Linked DNA regions of Mus musculus: region 2 is linked to region 1. A link is a contact called in public HiChIP or PLAC-seq data. All regions are on one chromosome and are shown on one strand. Each heading gives the region's core, a stretch centred on a gene start, on an enhancer-like site or on the middle of the called end of the contact. The rest is flanking DNA. Distances are from core to core; before and after follow the strand shown. Region 1 holds the start of Arpp19 (cAMP-regulated phosphoprotein 19). Region 2 overlaps Myo5c (myosin VC).

Region 1 (3,772 bases), core at 165-2,664:
CCTTCTCCAACAAGAACTCTTAATCGTTTTGTTTTTCAAACTGAAGTATCAGTCAAGACTTCCTGTCTGAAATTCTGCACATGCTGGGGTTTTGGGTTTGCTTGGCCTTTGTAATTGTTATTGTTGTTGTCTTGTTTTAGTTTACTTTTGACACGGGGCCTCACATAGCCCAGGCTAGCCTCAAACTCAAGCTGAGGATAACTTTGAACTTCTTGATCCTTCTGCCTCTACCTCCCCAGTCCTAGGACTTCAAGCATTGCACCACTATACTTGTTTAATCTGCTGCTTGGAGTCAAACGCAGGGACAGTCATTCCAGGCAACCCATCCATCTGCTACTGAGCCAACTTCCAAGCTCTCTCTCTCTCTCTCTCTCTCTCTCTCTGTGTGTGTGTGTGTGAGAGAGAGAGAGAGAGAGAGAGAGAGAGAGAGAGAGAGAGAGAGAGAGAGAGATTGAATGCAGGGACTTGCCCGTGCTAAGCAAACTCTCTACCACTGTGCCAGGGCCTCACTAAATCCCCCAGGGTGGCCTTTGATTTACTCTATAACCTAAGCATACATAAACTTGCCACACTTCCGCTTCAGCCTCCCAGACAGCTGGGATTACAGTCCTATGCCAGAGGGCTCAGCTTTGATTTTGATGTCTTCCACATTCCATATCCAATGACTCTGAGGTTTTGATTGTTCTCCTGTCTTCCAGAACTGCTTGCATTGCCTTCTGATTCTTACTAGTTAACTATATAAGTCTGCCTTAGCCCCAGATTTCTAAGGGACATTTCCTTGGAACCAAATGTGCCAGCAGCTATAAGATGCTTAGTAGAATGACGAATAAATATGAAGCTACGGACTTGACAGTTAAGAAAATCATTGCTTTGAAAATCAATGTTTTGAGCTGACTGCCGTGGGAGAGCAAGGAATGGAAGCTGAATTGATTTATCAGTGATTTATTGCATGGGAAATATCAAGGTCTGGGAGTAAAATATTGACTTCTTCCCTGCTGTGGCTAACATGAAGAGGAATGGTGACATTACTAAAGTAATCACAATTCCTGTGTAATGGTGCTGTGCTTGTTGTAGAACTCTCCGGAGCAGTGGTAGCTTGAAGAGGTTGATCTAAGAAGAAAAGGTGGCGCTGAGGCAAGGTTAGAGAACAGAGGAAGTAAAGATGGATGGGGTTAAACTGAAGCAGAGGTACTGCCAAGCAAGCAGAGGACTAAATAGGAGGTCAGGGTTGTCTGGAAAGGCGGGGGAAGTGGAGGGGAGGGGGAACACAGCGCCACAGACCAACTACAATTCCCAGGAAGCACTGTGCGCCCATGGACGGAAGTGAGGTGAGGCGCGAGCCGCAACCTTTGAGGGAAAGAGGAAGTGCTCGGGCGTCGCAGGGCCGGAGGCGCGGGGATAGGTAGGTAAGGGCGCGGCGCGGGAGCCTGGCGGGCCTGGGCTGCGGGAGCTACGGCGGGCGGGAGCCCGGGGCCCGTGTCGTCACAAGGCGGCGGTAGCCGCCGGCCCGGCGGGCAGCGGGGCAGGCAGAAGGTGGCGGGCGGTCTTGCCTCCCGGTAATCTGTCTTCTCCCGGCGTCTCTTCTGCAGAAGGAGCACCATGTCCGCGGAAGTCCCCGAGGCAGCGTCTGCGGAGGAGCAAAAGGTGAGTGTGCCGGAGGACCCGGGGAACCCTCGAGACCCGCGGGATCCGCGGGACCTGGTGTGGCGGGAACCTTGGCTGGCGGGCCCGCGGGAGCGAGGGCGGCCTGGAGCCCTCCGCCGACGGCTCCTCCCGCAACCGGGGAGGGCCCTGGCGAGTGGAAAGGAACCGATCCGCTCCCGAGCCTCGGTGTAGCACCCAAGTGTACCAGGCAGCTAGGACTCCGGCCCATGTTAGGGACCCAGGTTCTGTAGTGGGCTTTGATTTGCTCAGGACGTTGTCCCTCCGGAAGCGCTCGGGCCACTTGTGAGCTTGCAGGGAACTCTTTAAGGTGGTGTCTCCATTCAGGCAGCGATGCAGGGCTCGGTTATTAGGGTTGTGAGTTGTGTGGCCTCGTGATCTCTTTCCTGAACCCTTTGGGCTTCAGTCTTCTTATCGGTAAAGTCCCGGTAATAGTACCTACGTCCCGCGACGGCTGTGAGGCCCAAACGAAAAACCCAGCACAACTTCTGCTCAAAAAAAAAAAAAAAAAAAAAAGCTAGCTGATGGGCTTTGCATGTGGCACTTGACTAAAAATCGAGAATTGGAGCTTTAGGAAATTTCACTACCTTAGATATTTCTCGAATCATGGGGATATATTTGTCAGCTCATTTGTATGTCTCTGTTGAAGGGAAATGTGCTAGCAGCACACCTACGAGTTTGAGGCCTGTATGCTTATGTAGTGCCTGCCCATTCCGTCGTAATTATTATGATGCTTTGACTTCCAGGGTACATGGAGTCAGTTAGCTAACAAAGGAGAAAAGTCATGAGTTCCCAACAATTTTTCTTTAAAAACAAACAAAAAATCCCAAATTGGGCCTTTAATCCCAGTACTCAGGCAGAAGCTAGAGGAATTTTGTGAGTCCCAGGCCAGCTGGAAGTACATAATGAAATCCTGTCTCAAAATTTATTAATTGATTGATAATTAATACCAAACTGCTTTACTGTATATGGAATTTGGTCTAATGTTTAAACGTAATCCTTATACTAATGTTGCACTGTAGATTAGTGGGTTTTGCTCATTCCATATATTCTAATCATGTCAACTTACCCTTTATTATTTCTTCCATTGTCATAGTTCTCTTCTGATAGTAATTGTAAGTTAACTGGCGAAAAGAAGGAAAACAAGGATAATAAAAACAGTAGGCAGTTATAATGTTGTGTCATATTATACTTTGCAAAACGAAGGATTTATCCTTTCTTCCCTCCCTTCCTCTCTCCCTCCTTCCTCCCTTCCTTCCTTCCTTCCTTCCTTCCTTTCCTTCCTTCCTTCCTTCTGTAGTAGGACCTCTGGGACACTGAGCTCTATTCCTGGGGTTCCCGCTCCCCCCATTTTTGTGAAACAGCATGAGAGGGAGAATTATGTGTGTGCAAGCAAACACTTTCTGACTGACTATGCCCAGCCCCTCTTTTGTCTTTTTGAGACTGGGGCTGGTGTAGCTCGGTTACCTAGAGAGGATAGCCCTGAAACTATTGATCTATAACCATGCTGGCCCTCACCTTCCTGATTTCAGCTTTGAAATGATTTCACTAAGTTGCCCAGGCAACTTGAACTCACTTTGTAGTCCAGCCAGGCTTTGAATTTGGGATCCTCTAGGCGCAGACACCAGGTGACTCAGGTTACAAGCCTGTGCCTGTGCCACGAGGCCCAGCTGAGCAATAGATTTTTTTGAAGCCCCCCCCCCCCCAGCCCAATGCATATAGTTTAAAGGTTACAGGTTTTTTTAGCAATAATCTTAAATATTACCTGTTCATATTGCAAAGTTTTTGGTATGTTTATAACTGCTTTGGATTTAGGAACTCAAAGGCCATGTCTGTCTGTCTTTTCCTAAGTACGCTGAAATGAAGCTCAGTTTGAATTTGCTACCTAGTAGTGTGGTGGATAATTTTCTTTCTAAAAAATTTGTTGTGTGTTGGGGGTATCTGTATAGAGATCAGAAAACAGCCTGTGGGGGGTCTGTTTTCTCCTTCCACCATGAGAGTTCCGGATTGAACTTGGATTGTAAGAATTGGTGGCTAGAGTCTGTACCCACTGAGTCATCTTGCTGGCCCCTGTTTAATTATTTTTTTAGGAAGAGGCTCACTCTGTAGT
Region 2 (3,465 bases), core at 885-3,384, 220 kb after region 1:
TGTTTAATATAGATTTTAACTGATTACTCATGGCTCGCAAGAAAACCTAGCAACAGTTTGAAAATACTAATACAGGACTGGATTAGGCTAGTAAATTATTTACCTTATCTTATCCCAAGAAATAATTTGAGTAACCAGTAAAAAATTGAATAAAATTGGAAAATAATAGAATAGCCTGGCTTAAAAATCTTACATTGAGGTGGGGAGTGTTTGCTGTATCTTCCAGAACTTGCCTTTAAAAACGGTGGACTTCTTAGCTTAGGAATATATTTCTTCATTTTTTTTTAATGATTTATTTTTATAGATATGTGTATGTATGTGTGTACACGTCCATTTGTGCCTATGTGGGTGTAGTACCCATAGAGTCCAGCAGAGGGTATCCTATTCCTGGCACTGGAGTTACAGGCAACTGTGAGCCACTCAACATGGGTACTGGGAACTGAACTCTGTCCCTCTGCATGAACAGTACGCCCTGTTAACTACAGAGCCACTTGTTTATACTTTTACCTAACAAATAATTACTTGCCAGGCACTGTGTGATGGAAGGCCTTCTGGGACGTCATTTTACTAGTGAAGGAGGCAAAGAAGTCAGGGTGATTACTGTGAGAGAAATAATGTGTGCACTTGTGTGCACGCATGTGTACATGAGTGTACGTGTGTTCGTGTGTGTGTGTGTGTGTGTGTGTGTGTGTGTGTGTGAGCGCGCGCTCGTGTGAGTGTGTGCGTGAGTATTAGGATGGGAAAGGGAATTCAGATCCACAGAGTTTGAGACCACTGTAATGAAGAACTTGGGTCTTGCAGCTAAGCAGCCTATTATATGATAAAAGTGTTTACACCTTTAAAAACTTCTCAGAGTCCATTAAATTTTCTAGTTGGAAAATGATACTCTTGCGTAGCGGTTATTAAAATGGTGCATGAATTCATAGCTCCCCTCTAAGTGGCAGATCTTTGTGGCCCAGGGTGAATCACTTCCTAGCACTCTGGCCTCTGTGTTAATCTGGGTCCTAACATGTATTGTACCTTCTGAGGGAACTGAGCTCAGCTTAACCTGGACATGACAATGGCTGCTATGAAAAGTTAGCATCCTTTAACACAGATAAAACTGCAGCTGGGAGCTTTGAGGTCCAAAGTACAAAGTGAAGGAAAATTTTTATTTTTGATGTCCCAGACTATCCTGTGTTTATGTTCTCTGGACCAGGGTTGAAAATGTCTGGACCTGAGGTTAGACCTCTGGGCTAGCCTCTCCAGCACTCTAATGGCACGTTTTCAGCCACTGAGGACCTCTCCCGCAGGGCTCTCAGGACAGTTAGATGGAAAAAGTCACCAAGCCATCTTGAGCCTTAAGCCCTGGTCTTGGTGCAAACCACAGTCACAGACAGCAGCGCCTCTAGCATCTTAAGCCATAGGTCCCTGGGTTTTAAACTTCAGCTCACAGTACCTACAAAGGATCATTGTTTGACAGTGTGCCCTACTGTGGGAAACCCTGCTCCTTTTGGCCCTGACCTGGTCCCTCCCAGGTCCAAACCGGCTTCCATTTCTGGTGCGTGAATGATACAAAGAATGGTGAACAGTCACCCTGGAGCTGGAGCTGTCCGGGAACCTATGGCAGGGCAGTGACCCCATAGGACCAGAGCCACAAGGGACAAAGCCTTGGGCATGAAGAGGAGGGTGGAAGATGGGGATACAAGCTGCCTTTTGGGTACCATTGACTGTCCCCTGGGTCTCACCATGGCCTCTTGGACTCTGACCCTTCCTGAAACGATGACCTTATATTAACCCTCCACCTGAGGCAGAGTTAGAGCAAAGAGAAGTGAGGCACACAAAGGCTGGCATTTCTAAAGGCTTCCTCCTCCGGACAGGATGCTCGTCCCCACTCCCCCTCCCCCATCCACCGCCAGAGGAGTCAGTGTACACTGTAGTAAAATGTACACTGCAGCCTCCTCGTGAGAATCAGCTAATGTGAAATCCTGGACTAGGCCCACGTATAGCCACAGCTGGCAAGAGCTAAGCGAGGCTGATCCTTAAGACAATCCTGTTTGTCACAGGCCCCAAGGGGCTCACTGCTGTGCAGTAACCAGCCAGTCCCCCATCTTTGTATTGTGTCTGACTGCTCCAGGCTCTTGAGTTTACAAGTCAGTCGCCTGGGTAACCCTAGAGACAGCTATTAAAGCCTAAAGGACAGACAGGGATGTGTGTGGCTTCCTGCTGGGCTGAAGAACTCTGAAAGCCAGCCTGGGGAAAGGCAGAGTCGTCAGAGAGAGAGGAGAGTGTTCTCCTATTGAAAGCTCAAGCGCTACTGCCAATCAGGCTCAGTGCTATGCCCTGAGAAATGGAGCCAACCCCTCAGCCATTTTCTGTCCTGTAGAGGGAGGACAGTAATGCTGACACCAGTGTTACATGGATTAATCATTGTGCCGCTTGCTTGCGACAGGTCTACTGTAATGCCTGGTTTGGGGAGGGAATCATGTACAGTCAGATTCGATGCAGGAGACAACCAGTGGGGAAAAGGGTAGTCTGTCAACTGACTGCCAGCTTAGAAGGAACCAGCAAGCAGCTTTGAAGTAGTTTAAACTTGCCGAAAACATAGCAAACCTCTTAAGCTATGGAATCGTTAAACACACACACACACACACACACACACACACACACACACACACACACACACGTATGCATTAGTTACAATGAGCATTAGGTCCTGGGCTTGCTTTCATTTTAATTTGTTCAACTGTGTTTCAGTTTTGAGACCTTTGATGTAAACAGCTTTGAACAGTTCTGCATCAATTACGCTAATGAAAAACTACAGCAGCAGTTTAACCTGGTAGGTGACTTTTTGTCTTCCTGGGGCCGATGCTCAGCCCTCTGCGTGCACGACTTGGGCATGAGCCTTTTCTGGTTCCTCATTCAGGAATCCAAGCATGCCTGGGTTAATAGATAAAAAAAATGTTCCTGATAGCTAGAGCTATACATTGAGTTGCTATGCCGCTCTGTGGCTATATCTTGAAACTGCACCGCCATCTTTGACTTCCGTTTTGGAACAACTTGTGACACTTTCCTCCCCATCTATCACCTGTTTCCTTCATCCTCCAGGAGGAGCCTCCTTGAAGCCCTGAATTCTAGTATAGGTTTTGCACACTGCCTACATAGCCAACAACCTCTGTGACTGCCCTGCCCTGGTTGGGCTGATCCAGGCTGTGGAGGCTGCTTTTGTCCCCAGAGAGAGAGCAGCAGTGGCCCACAGCCACTGGGACTCAGGCAGCTGTGTTGGTGGTGACACTTTTTTGGTCCAGGCCTGACCTAGTGGAAATGGAGAATCCACTCAGGATGGTGTCGGGGTGACAGCCAGACCCACTGGAGACCTCTTAGTGGCTTTGACCTGGGGAGGGGGATGGGCAGTGTTCCAGGGTCTTCCTGATCACAGAGCGGACCTTCATCTGCACCTTCCAGGCTTGTATCAAGCCCTTCATG

Evidence for each region. HiChIP or PLAC-seq counts read pairs in DNA pulled down with a chosen protein or histone mark.
Region 2: a contact with region 1 is called in an H3K4me3 HiChIP or PLAC-seq map of bone marrow-derived macrophages, with 9 times the contacts expected there. The contact joins the enhancer-like site here to the promoter of Arpp19 in region 1. A contact is called at or near these places in 12 of 39 promoter capture datasets (the C10 cell line, the HPC-7 cell line, HPC-7-derived erythroid cells and 7 more), 3 of 15 datasets of contacts at CTCF or cohesin (the NIH/3T3 cell line, hippocampal excitatory neurons and pro-B cells), 69 of 484 Hi-C or Micro-C datasets (the 63-12 cell line, B cells, the BV-2 cell line and 46 more), 17 of 115 datasets of contacts at active chromatin or transcription factors (the 230-238 cell line, the HPC-7 cell line, the SCID.adh cell line and 10 more) and 5 of 9 other capture datasets (adipose tissue, embryonic stem cells, liver and 2 more).

Annotation. Positions count from the first base shown.
Region 1 is chr9:75,036,318-75,040,089 of GRCm38.p6, forward strand. It overlaps Arpp19 (cAMP-regulated phosphoprotein 19), which reads left to right and starts at 1,415. Exons shown (of 3, transcript NM_021548.4): 1 at 1,415-1,644. The coding sequence starts at 1,600. It overlaps Gm51714 (a long non-coding RNA gene), which reads right to left. Exons shown (of 2, transcript XR_003948357.1): 1 at 2,250-3,772; 2 at 927-2,150.
Region 2 is chr9:75,259,472-75,262,936 of GRCm38.p6, forward strand. Myo5c (myosin VC) reads left to right here. Exons shown (of 41, transcript NM_001081322.1): 11 at 2,737-2,818. Among named protein-coding and RNA genes, the nearest start is that of Gm33750, 24 kb to the left of the region's middle. Within about 2 kb of position 2,135, at least 108 of the 459 cell types and tissues checked have an H3K27ac peak or open chromatin away from gene starts, as enhancers often do. A contact at or near this core is called in the Ba/F3 cell line, CD8 T cells, the G1E-ER4 cell line and 19 more, where this site is marked.